Linked DNA regions of Oryzias latipes: region 2 is linked to region 1. The links are chromatin contacts, called in public Hi-C maps. All regions are on one chromosome and are shown on one strand. The core of a region is the stretch at or near the end of the contact, and the rest is flanking DNA. Distances in the headings are between cores, read along the strand shown.

Region 1 (3,965 bases), core at 880-3,379:
CTTATAGAACAAGTAATAGCAAATAAAGCAGCTGCAGATTAGAAATCTTCTCCCGGTTGCTGGTTTGATTTCTGGCTCTTCCAAGTCTTTGGGCGTGGTACTACAAACCCTTAGCTGCCTCTGGTGGGTTAGGTGGAGCTGCATAGCCAGTCCCCACCAATCTGTGTGAATGTGTTTGGATGAATAAAATAGGAAAATATTGTTAAACAATTTTTTGGTAACAAAGTGCAGATAAAGAAAAAATATATATGAAAAGGTGTGAGGTTAGCTTAAAAGTTCAAGCTATTTAAGTAATAGCACAAGGAGGTTGTATCAATATTAGGAATTTTCAAGAGACTCTTCGTTGTTTGTTTCTGTGTTCACAAACGTTATTGTTTTAATTGAAATCCAAGTGTTGATACGGTTGACTGTTTTTTTTTCTGTGAATTATATTTTTAATTTTATTGTGAATTTTATTCATGAAGAAAAATCTAATTTTGACGTCAGGGTTTTTATGTTTTATTTTATTTTTTGATGTTATAGTAAGTCTTTTAAAGCCATCAGTAGAACAAACAGACTATTTAAAGTCCAGCTATGAAGTGAGATATTTGATACTTGAAGGGCAAAGCCACTACACCTTTTCAATTAGTCAAGAATGAAATGAAAAATAACAGAAAGAAACATTTTGTCTGGTCAGAGGTGTAATAAAAGAGAATCTAGAACAAATTCAGTTATTTAAATTAAAGCAAATTCTTGAAATCTTTTTTATTTCATATAAACTTTAACCGGGAGTATTTCACAATGAAAAATCTTGCCACACAATTTTTACCTCTGTGCCCAAAAATTTCAAATCATCCTTTTAAAACTGTGATTTCCACGCCACTCTTTTTTTCATCATGATAAAAGCAAATACCTTTATTGAAACAGAAAAAAACGAATCCACTATATATTTCTTTAAGGAAAAGAAATCATTTTGGCATTTTGATAATTTTGTTACCATTTATTGCTGCAATACCAAACTTTATGAAAACTCAACAAGTTTTTCTTGTTTCAAAAGTTGCACAGGTTTAATCATTTCCATCAATTTTTCTAATGCTCTTGAATTATTTTAGTCTTTCCCTGGTCTCCCTTCAGACTGTTCTAAGGGCAGTACGGGTGCAGATCAAATCTGCAGTCGGAGATGCAGACAACTTTTGTGACAGATTTTAAAACTGACTTCAAAACCTGATATCCTTTTTTTTATTTGGGATTTTAAAATGGTTTATTCTAAGCAATCAAAGCAAAAATAAAGCTAAAGCAAAACAAAAAACGGTAATATATGTCTAAATAATTGTTAATCGTGAATTGGTTGGAAAATATATGTTTATCTATGTGCAAATGTAAAAAATTCAATTATAATTACTCCTAATCATAAATACACCCATTTGCTTCAATACACACATTGAAATCTTTAAATATTAAGTTTGTCAAAAGAAGTTTAATGAATTGCTTGAAAGGGAGTGGGAGGATGCAAACTTATGTAGTTTTTATATATTTGTCATCTTTATATATTTGATCAATTACTTGAAAGGGACAATATGGTTTTAACAGTTTTTATAAATTTAGATTTTACAACCAATGTTGTAAGTTACCATGTTGCAGATGTAGCATTTGTGATTTCAAAGATCATGTCTTCATTTTTCTCAGTCAACAAAACAAACGCCTTAGTGATGTTTTTATTATCCCTGATTTGGAGAGAAGGGGAGCAGTGCAACATCTCAGCATCTTCTACTTTTTCTCTCCCTGTTCTTGTGTCAAACTTGCTTTTGTCTTGTTTCTCTGTGGTTTTCTTTCTTTTTTTTTCGGAACCGTGCACACACTTTCTGGCAGTTGGCTGCACACGCGTGTACACTACCACGAAATAAAACTCATGAAGTGAACCCCACTCACCCTTCTCCAATAAAAACACACTTTTCCCTAAGAAGTCGTTCAACATCAATGAAACGTGTGTGCCTCGGCCAAGGTGCATACTTCTCATTCAGTCTTCCCACAGTTCCAGGAACGGTAATTGAATGGTGAATGGATGTGATTATGATCTTCTGTCAGAGTCTGGGGCCTGATCAGACAGATGAAGGTGTGTTTGGTATGCCAAGCCAGCTGTTGTTGGCCGGGAGTGGTCTTTGGCTAAGTGGCTAGCCTTTCAAACAGACCTTATCTCCTCTGCATATCAGAAGCCTCTTGATCAGAGCGTTGGCTTCTCGTTTCAAAATCCTCCTCCTGCTAACACAAAGACACGTGGGCAGCTGGTGCTGTCTGACACAAAAAATGTATGTGTATGTAAATAAAGTAATTATTTAAAAAATTCCTTCATCGGATGATGATTGATTCGTACAAATACAGTATTTATCTGTGAAATCAGAAAATGTTTTCATGGCAGCAGTCGAGCTCTGACATGGGCTGTTTTTGTAGCAGTGCTTTCCATAAATGTATTACGTCAGAACCTAGTTCTAGGTACGTTCTACTTGACTGCATTGGAAAGGAAAGGTCAGAGTAAAAACTGCGTCAGAGTAATAATGACACACACTACTTTTGTGATCAATGCGAGTAACAAAGAAAAACAAGTTTCAAGTAAAAAATGAACAGCATTTATGAATGACTAAAAGAGGGTTTTTTTTTTCGGAGAAGCATACATGTGAACTTGTGCCACTTCGATGTGAATTGTTATGCCTGACGATCAGAATCATGACTCACCACAGCAGTGAGAGACAGTAGAAACGAGTTATAGGTAACGGTGAAGAGGGAGATGAGAGAGCAGCACTTTAGCAGCTGTTGCCACGGTTACTGGTTCTTGTCAGAAAGCACTCAGGAGTACTGCTGTTGCAAAGTCAAGGTCAGTGTACTCCTTAAAGTGAGGGGGATGGAGACTGGAAAACTCTTTAAATGGTCCTTATTTACTCCCTTATTGTGTTTGGGTTCTTCTGCAAAGGCTGCATACCTCAGAACAAAAGTTCATTTAAAATGTTTTTTTTATTATTATTATTTTGCCTGCAGGATGGATAAAAATACAAGATGCAAATTCATTAACTGACCTGTTTATGACGTAAACTTCAAACAAAAAATTAGAAATATAGCCTAAAACAATGACTTCTCATTTATATTTGTACTTTTTTCAGTGATCTGAAAAATTAATAGCATTTATTAATTAGTATTAATTAATATCATGTTTTTACCTTAACCCTCGTTTAACCGAAAAGCTTGCTAAATCAATAATGCATGACAATGCACCCTCTCATCGTATTTCAAATTCTGTACCTGAGTCTTAAGTTTGTTCTTCCTAGGGCAGCACTTCACTTCGCTGAGAGATTACAAGCATCTGTTGGATAAACACCTCTCCGCTCATACTAACACTGAAGTACCAGACCTGCTTGAGGGTTTACATATATACACCCACAAGTGAGTGTGTATAATCTATAGAAACACTCTTGTGTTGTGTTGACACTATGGATGATTACTGGCGGTCCGGCGGGTGCTACTGTGTAAACATTTGCTTTAATCTTTCCCTCTGCAGGTCAGTGTCTTGTTCAAGTCTGTCCATATCACTCTGCCTATAAAAGAAGGCTATTACCGCTTGACTGATGGCTGTTGTTTGAGCTCAAAGCTGCCTGTAAACTGATTTGTGTCTGAAGACAATGCTCAAAAAGGAACAACAGAGCACCTTTGTGCTATCCAAAATAGGAAATATCCAAAGAAACGTTATTCTTGTACATATGCCACTTTAGCATCCAGACCTTTGAGTTGTCTTGATCATTCGTTTTTATATCCATACTGTTGCGGGTCACAGCATCTCACCATTATCAAGCAGGGGGCTGAGACTTCCTGCACCTAGCCAGGAGTCAGCAGGAAAAACTTGATCTGAAGAGCAAAACATTTTAAAAAGTTCATTTTCACATTGTGAAGTCAAACTGTCATTTTTTTAATTATAAATTAGTCTTTCCTTGCTATAACAA
Region 2 (3,965 bases), core at 589-3,088, 100 kb after region 1:
AAAACAAATGGATCCTCTGCAGCGTCGCTGCTAAAACTTAAGTGCGTCTTCTTTTTGCCCTACATCAGTAAAAAAAGAAAAATATAAAATGTAATTAACCATCTATTGGACATTTATTTGCGCATTATATTCGCCTTTTATGATTTTTTGAATAAAAGTTAAACACTTAAAGAAATACTAAAAAGAAGGGAAAAAAACTTTTTTATGACATATTTTTAATAAATTATTACATGACAGTGTCAGCCGCCTGATCCTTAAGACAGTTAAATAACAAATTCAGTTGATAAGTAAACACGTCGCGTTTAATGGAAAAGCGAAGCTTTCCTGTTTAATTTAAAAGTTGGCAAAAAGCTTTAATTTCTCAAAAATAAACTTTTAAAACTCTGAGGAGTTTGCTGTAGAGTGAGGAAGAAATCAGAATGTCACCCTGTCCCTCTTTGCTTGTGTGGCTCTGTTCTTACCTGCATACCCGATGTCTTCTGCCATCCGATCTAAGTCTCCCTTAATGATCATCTCAGCAGTCACCAGGAGTCATATCTGACGCTTCAGCGCTGAACTGCCAGCCTCCCAAAAACCATGCCAGTTTTCCGAGCGCGTCTGCCAGCTCTTTTTTTATGATTATTAATTGATATGAATTTCTTCTCGCTCCTTGGGTACGTCCTCCCACCCACTTTTCCTCCCTCTGTCTCCCTTAATGCCCCTCCTCTCCACTCTTTCTCATCCTTTCCAAAAAAAGAAAAAAATACGTGCTTAGGGCAGCATCATTTTCCTCTCTTGTTTTTTCTTCTCCTACTTCTAATTCCGTTTGCTATTTTTTGAGTCTGAGCAACAAGGCGCACGGAGATGATAATGGAGCCTCTATGAGCCTTAAGTGTTTTAGCGCCCCGTGTGATGTCAGTCTATAATAAAACTAAAAGGTAAAATCGAGGGCAGGAACTTCAAGTGACCTCGACGTGAACTTCTCAACACATCGTCTTAAAGAGACAGGCAGCTGTTGAAGCCAAAGCGAACTCTGCGTGGCGCATTTCTTGCGCGTGATCGGGGAGGTTTCAGAAAACGGAAAAGTAGTTTTGAGATGTCAAAAACCTTCAAGGAACCTAAAACCCCCTAACCCAGTGTGTCCTCACAGTTATTACTGATTATTGTTATTTATGGGTTTTATTTACATCCATTAATTGGATAAATCGATAGATTTTTACGTGTTCTTAATATTTCTTCAAACCTCCACGGGTCAATTCAGCTAAAAAAATTGCCAAAAGGAGGCTTGATGGCATTTCAAAGGATGACAAACTCATAAGGCAACACAAAAAAGTTGCCCTCTGAGACAACAGGGGCCTTACCTGGTTGTATAAAGATTTTGGTTCAAGTGATTTTGAATTGCGAAAAGGACAGCAGGGTCTACTCTAACGCTGATTTTAGGCAATGTAATACTTGTTTCAAATTTTTATTTTGTATGCCTTCACTATTCTTCATTTTCTTGTTGGAGGTCCTTAAAAAGTTTAAATGTAAAAAAAAATGTTGGATGGCATATTTTAAGTGAGGAAAATGTATTTAAAAGGAGAAAAATTAGAAATGAAATGATGGGTGTATTTCTTCACGAGTTCGAGCTTCATCGATAATTAAAATAACACAAACGTAATAGGTGTGAGGTAAACTCATAAAAGTCAGTCTTCCTGACACCGGTCTCCGTGGATACCCCCTTTGCCCCTCAGCCTCCGTCCCTCTTACCTCGCACTCATGTCTGGTGATCTGGCCGTGTGTTCTCCCTCCTCTTCTTCGGCAATCGCTCCGCACTTCCCTCCGCACTCCAACCCTTCTTTCTCCTCAGACCTTCCCTTCCGCGCGCTTTTCCTGTCCAGTTTCCTCTCCTTCAGCCTCTTCCACACTTCAAAAATCCTCACATGTCATCGGGACGATCTGACACCTTTAGGCTGTGCCGGGGTCCGATCGGACCAAGCGTGCCGCCTGCGAGGAGTATGCATGTCGCACAGCGACACCCAACGGCAGAAGTCCCACAGGCCTCGTGACAGCAGCGGACGCGCGCGCGGTGGTAGCGGGGCCGCATTGGAAGGTGAGCCACGACCTGCTTCACCGTAAATCCTACATTTGAAGAGACATTAAAAACAGTCTGTAATAGCTAAATCATATCATTGCACGCATCTTTATGCATATTAGATTATCAAGAAGATAAACCCAGAATATTTAAAACCAATGGATGGCTTTGTGCCATTTCAGATATTTAAACCAGGGGCCTTTAACCTTCAACACTTGAAGAGCCATTCATTTGGGTCGATTTCTCACTGACTGCAACCCATTGGAGCCATAAAGTCTTCACCTTTTAGAAAAATAAGACCCAGATTTGTTACTGTTGTGATCAATTTGAACACTCCTTTGCTTTTTGACATAAATAAAATATAAACATTTCGTTTTTTTTAAATAGGAAGGTTTTTTTTATAACTTTTGACAGAGATTCTCATGACTTTCTTTCAAATTAAAGACACCCCTGTCACAATCATCTCAATGCACCAAATGTAGGAGATACTGTAATGTCAGCGGTGATTTGAAAATAAACAGTTTATTTTACTGTTTGTGGTTCACCTCAGCCACAAATGGGTAAATCTAATGGACTCAAATAAAATCAGAGCTAATTAATGTCCCTTGCCGTGTTTTCCGCACCTTAAGGTGCAAAACTAGGAAATCTGCCCTATAATCCTGTGCACCTTAACTCTGGTTGTGCTCACTGACTTCCACTTGATTTTATGTGGTTCATGGGACTTAAAAATCTGTCAGAAAGCTTTAGTCTGACTGTTTCTAAATGAGTTGAATGAAGTTTGAGTAAGTTTACATGCTTTTTTTTTTAACTTAACTACTTATTAACTTTTTACTTTACCGTTGCTTTTTAAAACTATACATTTTTTTGTTCTTATTTAACCAAAGAGCCACAATGGAGGATTAAAGGAGCCACATGTGGCAATGGAACCTCAGGTTGCAGCCCCCTGATCTAAATTATCCAAAGTTAAGGCTTTTTTTATCTAAAGTAACCACTAAGTATGTAATGTTACAGAGATGCACACCTTTTTTATTTGTTTAATCAAAGTCAAGTCATTTACAGCAATTTCACATTCAAGTCAATAATGTATTGTGAAAAAACCTGTTGTTTTTTCAGAGCGGTTGAAATGACAGCAAACAGACGAAGCAAATGACTTTCCCATCACTGCACGAGGCAGACGGCTGATGTGACCCAGACAAACGCTAAAGTGAGGCCTGTTTGTGTTTGTTTTGATTGCAATAGCAGCTGACAATCCCATGAGGGCGTGCAGGGTCTCTTCCTCTTCAAATTACGCGAGTTCAAGGTGCTGCTGTTTCATTGAAATGATATGATCCACCCCAAGAAGTTGAGGAAGGCATTGTCTCCCACTTCCATGTTCCCTCGATGAACTGGTGATAACCTCACACAGAGCAGCAGGCAAAGTTGAGACGGAGAATAGATATCGTCTATCAAGGATGTGAGTGTTTCAATTCATGGTCAAAAATAGTTTTCGCCAAGACACTTAATGATGCATTATGTTGCGCTGCAGGTCGAACAGGTGATCCTTTCTTTTATTACACACATTTAACCAAGAATGACTATGCTGCAAGTGTTGATCATTCCTAGTTCTTTTGCGTTACTCGTGGTATTTTAAAATTGACCAGGAATCTGAATGTGCAATTATTTACACCACAATTCATCCCAATAATCAGAATAAAATGTTACAGCCTGAGAAAATGAAATTCCAAAGTGCGTTTGTAGAAAATGCTGCTATAAAACATGCCATAGCACTGCCACACTTGTCACAAATGTTATAAATGTCTTTATTTAATGTTTAAAAATGTAAACTGTTTACAAAAGCATCATTAATAACACAAAAAGCGCTCTTGTGTACACTTCTGCTGCTTTATAAGAGCATCCCCTCTTACTCTGCTCA

The links. Hi-C and Micro-C count contacts between places; a contact is called where the count stands out from the background.
Region 2: a contact with region 1 is called in a Hi-C map of gastrula embryo, with 2.4 times the contacts expected there. The contact joins the promoter of hic1 here to the enhancer-like site in region 1. A contact is called at or near these places in 5 of 5 Hi-C or Micro-C datasets (embryo, fibroblasts and gastrula embryo).

What each region holds. Positions count from the first base shown.
Region 1 is chr13:10,925,347-10,929,311 of ASM223467v1, forward strand. No RefSeq gene overlaps it. Among protein-coding and RNA genes, the nearest start is that of mir132, 25 kb to the left of the region's middle. Within about 2 kb of position 2,130, at least 1 of the 8 cell types and tissues checked has an H3K27ac peak or open chromatin away from gene starts, as enhancers often do. A contact at or near this core is called in gastrula embryo, where this site is marked.
Region 2 is chr13:11,026,542-11,030,506 of ASM223467v1, forward strand. It overlaps hic1 (hypermethylated in cancer 1 protein), which reads right to left and starts at 1,839. Exons shown (of 2, transcript XM_004075333.4): 1 at 1,729-1,839. It overlaps LOC110016198 (a long non-coding RNA gene), which reads left to right and starts at 1,968. Exons shown (of 3, transcript XR_002291499.2): 1 at 1,968-2,071; 2 at 3,167-3,257.